Regions from separate parts of the Triticum aestivum genome. Here region 2 is linked to region 1. The links are chromatin contacts, called in public Hi-C maps. All regions are on one chromosome and are shown on one strand. The core of a region is the stretch at or near the end of the contact, and the rest is flanking DNA. Distances in the headings are between cores, read along the strand shown.

Region 1 (5,630 bases), core at 1,121-3,620:
TGCTAACTGATCTGAAGACTCTTGCACTCAATGTTTGAATGAAGGTGTAGAGTTTTCTCACCAGATGTGTGAGCACATAATCTTTGCTTGCTATGATGCAAGTACTGACAAGTGCCATTTTCTCCTTTTATCAAATTATTGAGCCAGTTTTCTTTAGCACAGACCGTCGGTAATCTGTAAAGAAAAAAAAAAGTGTGGCATGCAGGAAATTTGATTACAGCTGTCCACTGTCCTGCTTCTAATATGCTTTAAACTAGCAGCAATGTGCATTGGGTGAAGTTAGGTTACAGAATCACACCAGTTTGACTGTCACTCTGGAACTTCGGATGGTTTAGCCCATTTTAGCTGAAACAGCAAGCACATGGTGCATGCTCATAGACTGCCACTAACTTATTCATGGCTACATGGTTGGTGTCCATGGTCGGTACATTTATCGGGATTATGAGCAGTTGTGCTGATACACGGATTTCCTTTTCCAGGATCTGGCCGGCAAGCAGACCATCGTTGTAAGTGGGCATCACGGGAAGCTCCACGTGGACGGTCTCAGGTTCATCATCGACGAAGGTGGCGGGTACTCAGATAAACCTATAGCTGCCGTTGTTTTCCCTTCGAAGGAAGTCATCCGGAGCACAGAGGGAACGGCCTCCCAGAATTAATCTAGACACCATCGGAAATGCAAGCTAATGTCGTAACGGAGTATCATATTTCCAAAAACACAGAACTGAGGTTTTAATGTATAACGTCGAGTAAATAAATCAATAATGTGTGATCTTCTCCTAAGCATGCAATGTGACAACTAGGACAAGTAAGCTCCTGTGTGCCAGTTGACAGCATCATTATACTTCTTGCTACTTGGCTGTCGATATGAATCATGAACGGCAATGGCCCTGTTTTTAAACAGCAGCTTTTCTTGTTAACCGAAGTAATACATCCTGCACGGCACCTTCTATAGACAAACAGATCTCGGACGGTGGTTGTACATGCCTACATGGTCCAAGGCAGAACAATAGTTTTTTTTTTCTTTCGAATTCGGCAGTGCAAAAGGTGCGAGGATATCAAGTCACAGGGGAGTTGTTGAATTAACGGTCGGGAGAGAGCCTCCTGGCAGGTCTCTTGTACTTCTCGTTTGTTTCTTCCTGATGAACAGCAAGCGAAAGCGAACGGACATGTCCACGGGGAAGGGACCACGACGCTAAGATAACTCGGCCGGCCGGTCCCTCCCTCCGTCGTCCGCCAGTCACACCGGTCACCAGGCTTGACGCTTAATAAATATCTCTCCTGTATCTAGGAACAAAGGATCACCGAGGGCTTAAAATAAGCATGACTGCACGGCTTCAGGTGGTAGCATAATGACCATGGGGAAGTGAGATCTTGATGCCCGTTTTGCAGCCAGAGAATTCAGAAACACCTCCATTTTAGATTTTTTTTTTTGTTCTTTTCGGACGGTGGGGTCGTGGAGAGATTAGCGTCTAGTTTTCTTAAAAGAACAGGCCATTTAGGCCCTGCTTTACAAAAGGCTCAACCAGTCCAAAACGTCTGCTAGGATCACCAGCTGCAAAGTTAAGCGCGAGACCACCAAAACAGGCGCATTCGAACTGGACAGACGCTCACGCAGGAGCCCAGCACCACAGGCTTGAGCCTGACAGCGGACGTGAGTGCGTGACACATGGGGTCATCCATGGGCGTCGGAGCAAGGAAGAGAGACGCACATGAACACCATGATGATGCTATCAGGCCTGATGGAGGGAGCAACCATGCACCTTTTCCCCTCTGGAAATTCATAGCTCACACTTTTTTTTAATGGAAGCAAGAGTTGGCAAACACATGCATTTTCAAACAAGGAAAATTAATTCTCAAACCACCATGACATGCAATTCTCAAACCATGCACCGACGAGTCCATGCGAGGTGGAAACGAAGAACTGAAAATCAACATCCCAGTTGTCGAGTCGAGAAGAGGATGACACTGAAAGTATGCGTATTACGATATCATTTACATACATGTACAAATACATAATGTACCCTACAATTTGTTTTTTGGAGCAGAGTGGTGTGGTCTTTTTTTTTACACGAAAATGCCATAGCTGGCCCGCATGCGTGCAGATCGGATGATCGGTCGGAGACGACGGACAATCAGACACTCACCAACTGCTTTTGTCTGGGAGACAATAAATGTTTTTTGTAAACAAAATAAATACTTATAAACGAGGGTACTAGAGGCCGCTAACGGCATGGCCAGGTAAACGCGCTCCCAGCCGTTGGTTTGCGATCTCGTCCTCCCGCACGCAGCGTCGCCTCCACCGTCCGTCCGTCGCTCTCTGCCACCTCTGCTGTGCGCGCGCACGAGGGAGGAAGACGACGCCGCACACACACTCACACACGGCACACTCCCCGTGGGTCCCCTTTCCGGCTCGGCGTCTATCTCCTCTCCCCCGCCCATCCCCATGCACTGCACCGTACCCGCCAGCTTCCACCCCCGCCGCACACGTTGCTCCCCCTTCTCATCGCTTCTCAATTAATATCTCCATCACTCGGGTTCCGCGCTGCATTTCGGCCGGCGGGTTGAGTGAGATCTGGGCGACTGGCTGACTCAATCACTACGCGGGGATGGCGACGTTCGCGGTGTCCGGCGCGACTCTCGGTGTGGCGCGGGCCGGCGTCGGAGTGGCGCGGGCCGGCTCGGAGCGGAGGGGCGGGGCGGACTTGCCGTCGCTGCTCCTCAGGAAGAAGGACTCCTCTCGTACGCCTCGCTCTCTCGAATCTCCCCGTCTGGCTTTGGCTCCCCTTCTCTCTCCTCTGCGCGCGCATGGCCTGTTCGATGCTGTTCCCCAATTGATCTCCATGAGTGAGAGAGATAGCTGGATTAGGCGATCGCGCTTCCTGAACCTGTATTTTTTTCCCCGCGGGGAAATGCGTTAGTGTCACCCAGGCCCTGGTGTTACCACGGCTTTGATCATTCCTCGTTTCATTCTGATATATATTTTCTCACTCTTTTTCTTCCTGTTCTTGCTGTAACTGCAAGTTGTGGCGTTTTTTCACTATTGTAGTCATCCTTGCATTTTGCAGGCGCCGTCCTGAGCCGCGCGGCCTCTCCAGGGAAGGTCCTGGTGCCTGACGGCGAGAGCGACGACTTGGCAAGTCCGGCGCAACCTGAAGAATTACAGGTACACACACTCGTGCCGGTAAATCTTCATACAATCGTTATTCACTTACCAAATGCCGGATGAAACCAACCACGGATGCGTCAGGTTTCGAGCTTCTTCTATCAGCATTGTGCAGTACTGCACTGCCTTGTTCATTTTGTTAGCCTTGGCCCCGTGCTGGCTCTTGGGCCACTGAAAAAATCAGATGGATGTGCATTCTAGCAAGAACTTCACAACATAATGCACCGTTTGGGGTTTCGTCAGTCTGCTCTACAATTGCTATTTTTCGTGCTGTAGATACCTGAAGATATCGAGGAGCAAACGGCGGAAGTGAACATGACAGGGGGGACTGCAGAGAAACTTCAATCTTCAGAACCGACTCAGGGCATTGTGGAAACAATCACTGATGGTGTAACCAAAGGAGTTAAGGAACTAGTCGTGGGGGAGAAACCGCGAGTTGTCCCAAAACCAGGAGATGGGCAGAAAATATACGAGATTGACCCAACACTGAAAGATTTTCGGAGCCATCTTGACTACCGGTAATGCCTACCCGCTGCTTTCGCTCATTTTGAATTAAGGTCCTTTCATCATGCAAATTTGGGGAACATCAAAGAGACAAAGACTAGGGACCACCATTTCATACAGATCCCCTCGTGGTCTGAGAATATGCTGGGAAGTAAATGTATAATTGATGGCTACAATTTGCTCAAAATTGCAATACGAATAACTGTCTCCGATCATTACAATTAAAGAGTGGCAAACTGATGAAAATGTGGTGGATGGGTTATAGATTTTACTTTGCTAATTCCTCTACCAAATTCCTAGGGGGGAAATCTACCAGTTGGGAAACTTAGTTTCTTATCTTTGTGGCCTTTTTGTTTTGGGGAAAACACATTGCTAAATTCGAATGATTTTGGGTATACCTCGGTGGATTCAACAGATACAGCGAATACAAGAGAATTCGTGCTGCTATTGACCAACATGAAGGTGGATTGGAAGCATTTTCTCGTGGTTATGAAAAGCTTGGATTTACCCGCAGGTAAATTTAAAGCTTTATTATTATGAAACGCCTCCACTAGTCTAATTGCATATCTTATAAGAAAATTTATAATTCCTGTTTTCCCCTCTCTTTTTTCCAGTGCTGAAGGTATCGTCTAATTGCATATCTTATAAGAAAATTTATATTCCTGTTTTCCCCTATTTTCCAGTGCTGAAGGTATCACTTACCGAGAATGGGCTCCTGGAGCGCATGTATGTCTTTTAAGTCTTAACAGACACCTTCCAATTTATTGTTAATGGTCACTATTCACCAACTAGCTTACTGGACTTACAAATTAGCTTACTGAATACTGACCAGTTACTATAAATTTATGATCTGGCTTTTGCACCCTGTTACAGTCTGCAGCATTAGTAGGTGACTTCAACAATTGGAATCCAAATGCAGATGCTATGACCAGAGTATGTCTACAGCTTGGCAATTTTCCACCTTTGCTTCATAACTACTGATACATCTATTTGTATTTATTTAGCTGTTTGCACATTCCTTAAAGTTGAGCCTCAACTACATCATATCAAAATGGTATAATTTGTCAGTGTCTTAAGCTTCAGCCCAAAGATTCTACTGAATTTAGTCCATCTTTTTGAGATTGAAAATGAGTATATTAAGGATGAATGAATACGTGCAACACTCCCATCTGCATTATGTGTGCTTTTCCATCTACAATGAGCATATTTCCATGCTATCAGTGAAGGTTTGCTCCTATTGATGCAGATATTTGATATGGTCTTTTCAGGATGATTATGGTGTTTGGGAGATTTTCCTCCCTAACAACGCTGATGGATCCTCAGCTATTCCTCATGGCTCACGTGTAAAGGTAAGCTGGCCAATTATTTAGTCGAGGATGTAGCATTTTCGAACTCTGCCTACTAAGGGTCCCTTTTCCTCTCTGTTTTTTAGATACGGATGGATACTCCATCCGGTGTGAAGGATTCAATTTCTGCTTGGATCAAGTTCTCTGTGCAGGCTCCAGGTGAAATACCTTTCAATGGCATATATTATGATCCACCTGAAGAGGTAAGTATCGATCTACATTACATTATTAAATGAAATTTCCAGTGTTACAGTTTTTTAATACCCACTTCTTACTGACATGTGAGTCAAGACAATACTTTTGAATTTGGAAGTGACATATGCATTAATTCACCTTCTAAGGGCTAAGGGGCAACCAACCTTGGTGATGTGTGTATGCTTGTGTGTGACATAAGATCTTATAGCTCTTTTATGTGTTCTCTGTTGGTTAGGATATTCCATTTTGGCCTTTTGTGACCATTTACTAAGGATATTTACATGCAAATGCAGGAGAAGTATGTCTTCCAACATCCTCAACCTAAACGACCAGAGTCACTAAGGATTTATGAATCACACATTGGAATGAGCAGCCCGGTATGTCAATAAGTTATTTCACCTGTTTCTGGTCTGATGGTTTAT
Region 2 (5,630 bases), core at 1,552-4,051, 290 kb before region 1:
CCCTAACATTGGAGCTGCTGTTAGACTTACACAATGTAGGTCTTCTTCGGGGCTTTCCTGCCACGCTTCCTGTTCGGGTTGCATGAATCAGCCATGAGATTAAAAGCATTAGCAAATTCCTCGTCTTCGTTGTTACAGAGTATTCTAGACTTTTCAGGGTTTTCGAGCAGCAGCTTGGCCACAAGGAAGCCCGCAATGGACCACGTTTGGAATAGTCGAGCTTGTTTGCCGATGAACCGCCCACGCTTAGTATCGTAGTATTCAGGCCATTTATCCGTGGAAATACGCCTCTCAGCCACCTCCACGGCTCTTGCTGCAATCTCAGGCCGGTTCATCTTGATACATGCCACCGTGAGCTGCCAAAAGAAAAACAAGAAACTGATTGACATTTACAATCAAGAGCAAATGGTGCTAAGTAATCAATCCGAACACTCGACAAGGTCTCGAGGTTTGCAAAGTACACATCAAAATTTCAAACATGATGCTTAAGTTGCAAACCTGCCACAACAATGTTGGCCAGGAACCTGCATTATGGTATGACCAAGGCCTGCAGCAAAACAAAATAAATGTTATGAGGAGATGCAAACGATCTGCAAGACTCGCAGAAGTAGGCAACAATCTAGGACTCACGTGTTTTTAGGGTCGCTCCCTGTAATGTATTTCCACTCTTGATCCTCGAGAGCAGGATAACATATCTTCAATGGCATTTCTGCCACTAGATCAGACCATTTGGCTTCAACTAGATCCAGAATAGCATGGGATTGACGGGTTGTTGCCAAACTGCTTACTATAGACCACAAGTTCCCCAGAGAAAAGAATCGGAAATCCATGTGAGCTGGTTGCAGGTTTCCAATTAAGTAACCCCCTTCCGGAGGGATCCATTCAACTAGCCACGGAGGAATCTGATCAGGATATATGTTAAACTTGTTGACAGCATCATAAGAATATTCTTCTGTTTTGTATCGATATATCTCATTTAGCTTTCTCTTGTCAAGCCAGTAATATTCCCTAATATGAAAAGAGAGCGCCATAAGCCTGTTATTTAGGGCACGGATCAAGTCAGCAGATCCATCTTCTGGGGTAAGCATCTCACGTGCACACAAGAGGGCTGAATAGAACAGTGACTGCACAAGAAATGAAAATGATATATGAGAAATCATGCATAAATAGCAGAAAGTAATCCTCACTCATCTACAGAATAGCAGGGGAGGATCACGTGGCACTATTAACCATAATCTCAGAATGACCTGAATAACCATGTTTTTAAAGACAGGTGCTTCGATTGGCCAATATTTGTGGTTTCAGGCCAGAACTGTGCTCTGTGCAGTGAAATGAGTGACACCCAAAAAGAATTCAAGACATGTAAGAACTCTCTCATTCCTTGTGTAAAAATATACCAGACCCCATAACTGTATTTACTATTTAGTGCCTGTGCCATCATCATATATGTTTGTGTTGCTATGGTTATGTGCTTTTTGCTGTTTGTTGTGTGTGTGTGTGATGTTTCACTGCGCTGTTACTTTCGGACGTTTGTGCTACCTGAATCTCCAGTGGGTGTCCATGGATACCCATTCGACGATCCATCATGCAGGATCCATCAGTGACTAACAATGTGGGGAACATGTCAAACCCATCAGCTAAGCAGAGCTTCAAGATCAATTTTATTCCAGTCTGGACATCGATTCTCTCGTGAAATGAAAGGTCTCCTGAACATTTTCCATATGCCCTCAGTAATATGATCCACCATAGACCTGAAAACCATCATTAAGGTTCTTTATTTTTTATGCTATACGCGTATTAACAGAGTCAACATTACCTGAATTAAAAGGTTTTAAAAACTTTACCTGAATCAACTGGTGCCACACGGCCTATAGCAGCCTCCCCAAAATCAGGATCCAGGACTTCCTCAGTTGCGCCCTCTTCATCACCTTCAAGCGGAACGACACGCACCTTGAAACTAGCTGGCATCAAGCCTTGCCCTGGACTGTGGCAGTCCATGGTTTTCTCCCAGCTCTATAGATGGTCAACAATCAGTTTTAACAAATTATTACAAGCTTCATACATGGTAGGCAGTACATTGAGCAGAATGGTATCCTGACTCAACTAATAATTTCATATAGGTTGTGCTTAATCTTATTGGAATTGAGGAATGATTCAATTGCATACACATTATTAACACAAGTAAGAGGAGCATCTGTATTGACAGACACCAACCGACCGAAATACTCCTACTAGTATGAAGGGTGGGTGACCTGGAGCTGGAGCGTGTGCAGGATGAAGTTGCGGACGATGTCGTACTCCCCCTTGAGCAGGAAGGCGATGCCCGAGGGCACGAAGTCCCGGATGAAGACCTGGTCGTAGTTGAGCGGGCTGGAGTCGTTGGGGTCGCAGGCGGCGATGGTGCCCACGGGGCTGCCGCAGTAGCTGACCACCGACTCCCGGAGGAGCGCCCACGCCTCCTCCTCCAGGTCGCTCGCCGCGCGCCGCCTCTGCTGCGGCGCGTGGTCGGCGGCGCCGTTCAAGTCCCTCCCGGCGACATCGACGGCGGGAGCGGGAGCGGGAGGCTTGAGGGCGGGCTCATGGTCGTGCGCCCTCGGGTTGCTGCTGGGATGCAGCGAGCTGGCGGCGCGGGGAGGGTTCCGCCGCCTCCCGCCCTTCCTCCTCGCATGGGATCCGAATCCGACCCCGACCCTGAGGGAGGTGGGCCGCGGGGGCGCCGCGCCGGAGCATCCAAGATGCAGGCGCAGCGGGGCGGCAGCCTGTGCGATCCCCATGCGCTCGGAGGAGCCGTCGAATCGAACCTGCGTTGAGCCGCTTGCAAAAGCGAAACTGACGGGATTGATTGGCTGTGCGGCGGGCACGAGGGGGATGCAAACAAAGGCGTTCGAGTGGGCGAAGCGAAGCGCCGTTTTGGCTTCTTGTCGCTGAGGCCGGAGGGGTGGGCGACGGGGACCCGTGCGTGGCCACCACTCGGTGCTTCTCTCCGTATACACGCCACGCCTCTCCCTGCCTCGATGCTCTCATCGAGTTTTGCCTCTACGAACGTTATCAATCAGTTGCTTTTCCAAATTCAAAAGGTCACCCATGCAAGAACAATCCAAAGGCTAAATAAAAAAGCACGTACGTACTGAAAAGATTGTATTTTAAGTACGAATGTGAAATCGTACAATGATGTACAAGTCGGCAAGTGTTACATTCTCCCACAATGCTTTCCAGCCCTAGCGTCAGATCCTAAAATGTCAATCAGCCAACTATGTATTTCCCATCCCACGATGTTAAACTGAAAAAGCAGCTGCTGCGGGAAAGACTTTGAGCTTCCACCTACATACATCGCCAAGATGCCGATCTCAATGTCCGCCGTCATCGTGATCATTGTCGTTGTCGCCTTCATAGTACTCGTCGTCACGATGAACCTGCTTGTCTTGGGTATGCTCTGCATGACATACACACTTCTGTAAGAAAAAAAAATGATGACCCAGTTCAAAAGGACTGGAGAAAATACCAAGCAAGGAACTGGCTGAATGAAGAAGAATACAACCAATTTAAGAATAAATAGATAACAAAATGGATCACATTTATTTCATTTCAGGGCAAATTTCTCATTATGTGGCGCGCATATGCTTCGAGAGGACAATGGCGAGTTTGCACGGAGAAATCATCAAGTTTTTACTCGTCCATACGAGCACTGTAAGACATGCCAGAGGTATTTATTTCACTTACGATCAACACGTTCATCAGGATCCAGCTCGTCTTCATCAAAATCCGGGACATAGAAATCGGGTGGAACCTGCAAAATAAACTCATTGTGTATCCGATCTCTGCTCAGAAACAACAAACTACACTATCCTGGCGGAAGCAAGAAAAATAAAGACACAAAAGATGTAAAGGCATATTCCAGTCTTCACATGGTATCCATCCCCGGTTTCAATTGGGATGTTTCAACAATCAACATGCGAATGGAATACAAACTAACCTCTTGCATCTGAACGCCAGGTGCATGTTGTATGGCCCGCAAACTCTCCATTACTTGCACTTTGATTGAACTGAGATACGTCTTACTATTCAAGTTGTCCTGGTCCATTCATCAATAGGAAGACAAATATCATTAGCACATCTACACATCTCTAAAGAAACAAAAGGATGTTCTAGGTGGTAGCCAATATATAAAAAGCATGATGCACCAAACAGCAGTTAAATGTTTCCATAACACCAGGCAGGCATAGAATTAGATAGTTCAATCAGAAAAGGTTCATACCATGTTCAGATTCGGTACTTTCAATGTATAATCTGGACCGAAGTACTCAATGTATTCATTGTCAGGGATCTCTGCAAAGAAAATGCCATGTAAAACTCCCGCCGATGGATAACCACTAAGAAAGAATTGCTTACAAAAGGTAGTACTATAAAGGAAGAGTATTAGGACATAGTTGGATTTATTTTCACTTTTCACCTTAAAAGATCAAGAAAACAAGAAGAAATAATACAAGAAAAACGTTGCTATATTGAAAGATTACTACTCCCTCTGTCCCAAAATATAAGAACGTTTTTTATACTATCATAGTGTCAAAAACATTCTTATATTTTGGGACGGAGGGAGTAGTTACTGTCACTCAAACCAAGAAGGTTGAGGGGAGCAGAACAAACAAATGAGATACCATTTGGGAGCTCTGTGTCTAGAAGAACCCCAGTTTCAACAGCCCAGCAGCGTGCTACATTCTCTTTGGTGTACCCACCACCTCCTGTCACCTGCATGTTTGAAAATACGTGAATATCCTAGAACGAGCAAAATTTATCATACGATGACAGTTTTCTCCCTTACCAGCAGAGGAATTTTAAATTTCTTAACAAACTTTACACATTCAGCATGGCCTGTTTATGGAAACAGATCAAGTAAGTATAATAATAGATTACTCAAGTGAGTTTAGCTCAATGAAACTTAAAGTCCAAAGGACCCCAAATACCATCAACGCAAGAAAATTCCAAGAATACACAATTTCAACAGTGGAGACAAGGTTAAACACGGTTAGTTTACACATCTGGATGTTTGGCCAAATCTATAGTGGCACTTAATATCAAGTTTTAGACAGCACCTTCAATTGAAAGATTGAAACACCCTAGGCGGTCTCGCGCCAATGAATCAGCCCCACATTGAAGAACAATAGCACCTGGCAGATATGTCTCAACAACTTTGGCAATAATCTACATGATAAGCAGCATTACATACCTCAATAAGACTAGAGAACAAGAACATGAATAAACATAAAGTAATGCACATTGACTTTTACCGTTTTAAAAAGCCGAGTAAAGCTGGTGTCGTCTATGCCATCTTTAAGTGGGATGTTGATGGCATAATATTTTCCTTCCCTGTCTCCTATATCCTTCAAAATGACAGCCAGGTAAACCAATATGAAGAGCACATCCGTCTTAAATGAAGCTAAATTTTTAAAAGCCCTCATCATCATTACTTAACAGCACGTGACATTCAACTATTTAAAAGCAAAGCACAATGCAAGCTCTGTAAGTGCCAATTTTTTTCAACATGTTAATAAACAGAAAGGCACACATTTCTGCTCATATCGAACCTTGCCTTTCCTCTAGTATGTGAGTTACAAAATCTAGTTGACGGGATG

The links. A called contact is a pair of places that touch in the nucleus more often than the background predicts.
Region 2: a Hi-C map of leaf shows a contact between it and region 1, with 7 times the contacts expected there. The contact joins the promoter of LOC123053229 here to the promoter of LOC123053226 in region 1. A contact is called at or near these places in 4 of 5 Hi-C or Micro-C datasets (leaf and an unstated tissue).

What each region holds. Positions count from the first base shown.
Region 1 is chr2D:375,325,365-375,330,994 of IWGSC CS RefSeq v2.1, reverse strand. It overlaps LOC123053226 (1,4-alpha-glucan-branching enzyme 2, chloroplastic/amyloplastic), which reads left to right and starts at 2,370. Exons shown (of 22, transcript XM_044476670.1): 1 at 2,370-2,739; 2 at 3,066-3,163; 3 at 3,440-3,681; 4 at 4,083-4,181; 5 at 4,351-4,393; 6 at 4,541-4,600; 7 at 4,936-5,016; 8 at 5,100-5,216; 9 at 5,502-5,585. The coding sequence starts at 2,607. It overlaps LOC123053227 (tyrosine-protein phosphatase RLPH2), which reads left to right. Exons shown (of 4, transcript XM_044476672.1): 4 at 480-872. The coding sequence ends at 656.
Region 2 is chr2D:375,611,917-375,617,546 of IWGSC CS RefSeq v2.1, reverse strand. It overlaps LOC123053229 (neutral/alkaline invertase 3, chloroplastic), which reads right to left and starts at 2,801. Exons shown (of 6, transcript XM_044476674.1): 1 at 2,253-2,801; 2 at 1,845-2,013; 3 at 1,540-1,751; 4 at 631-1,124; 5 at 499-547; 6 at 1-356. The coding sequence starts at 2,801. The coding sequence ends at 27. LOC123053230 (histone deacetylase 9) reads right to left here. Exons shown (of 14, transcript XM_044476676.1): 7 at 5,286-5,378; 8 at 5,091-5,199; 9 at 4,820-4,869; 10 at 4,656-4,746; 11 at 4,256-4,326; 12 at 3,974-4,072; 13 at 3,721-3,787; 14 at 3,126-3,433. The coding sequence ends at 3,348.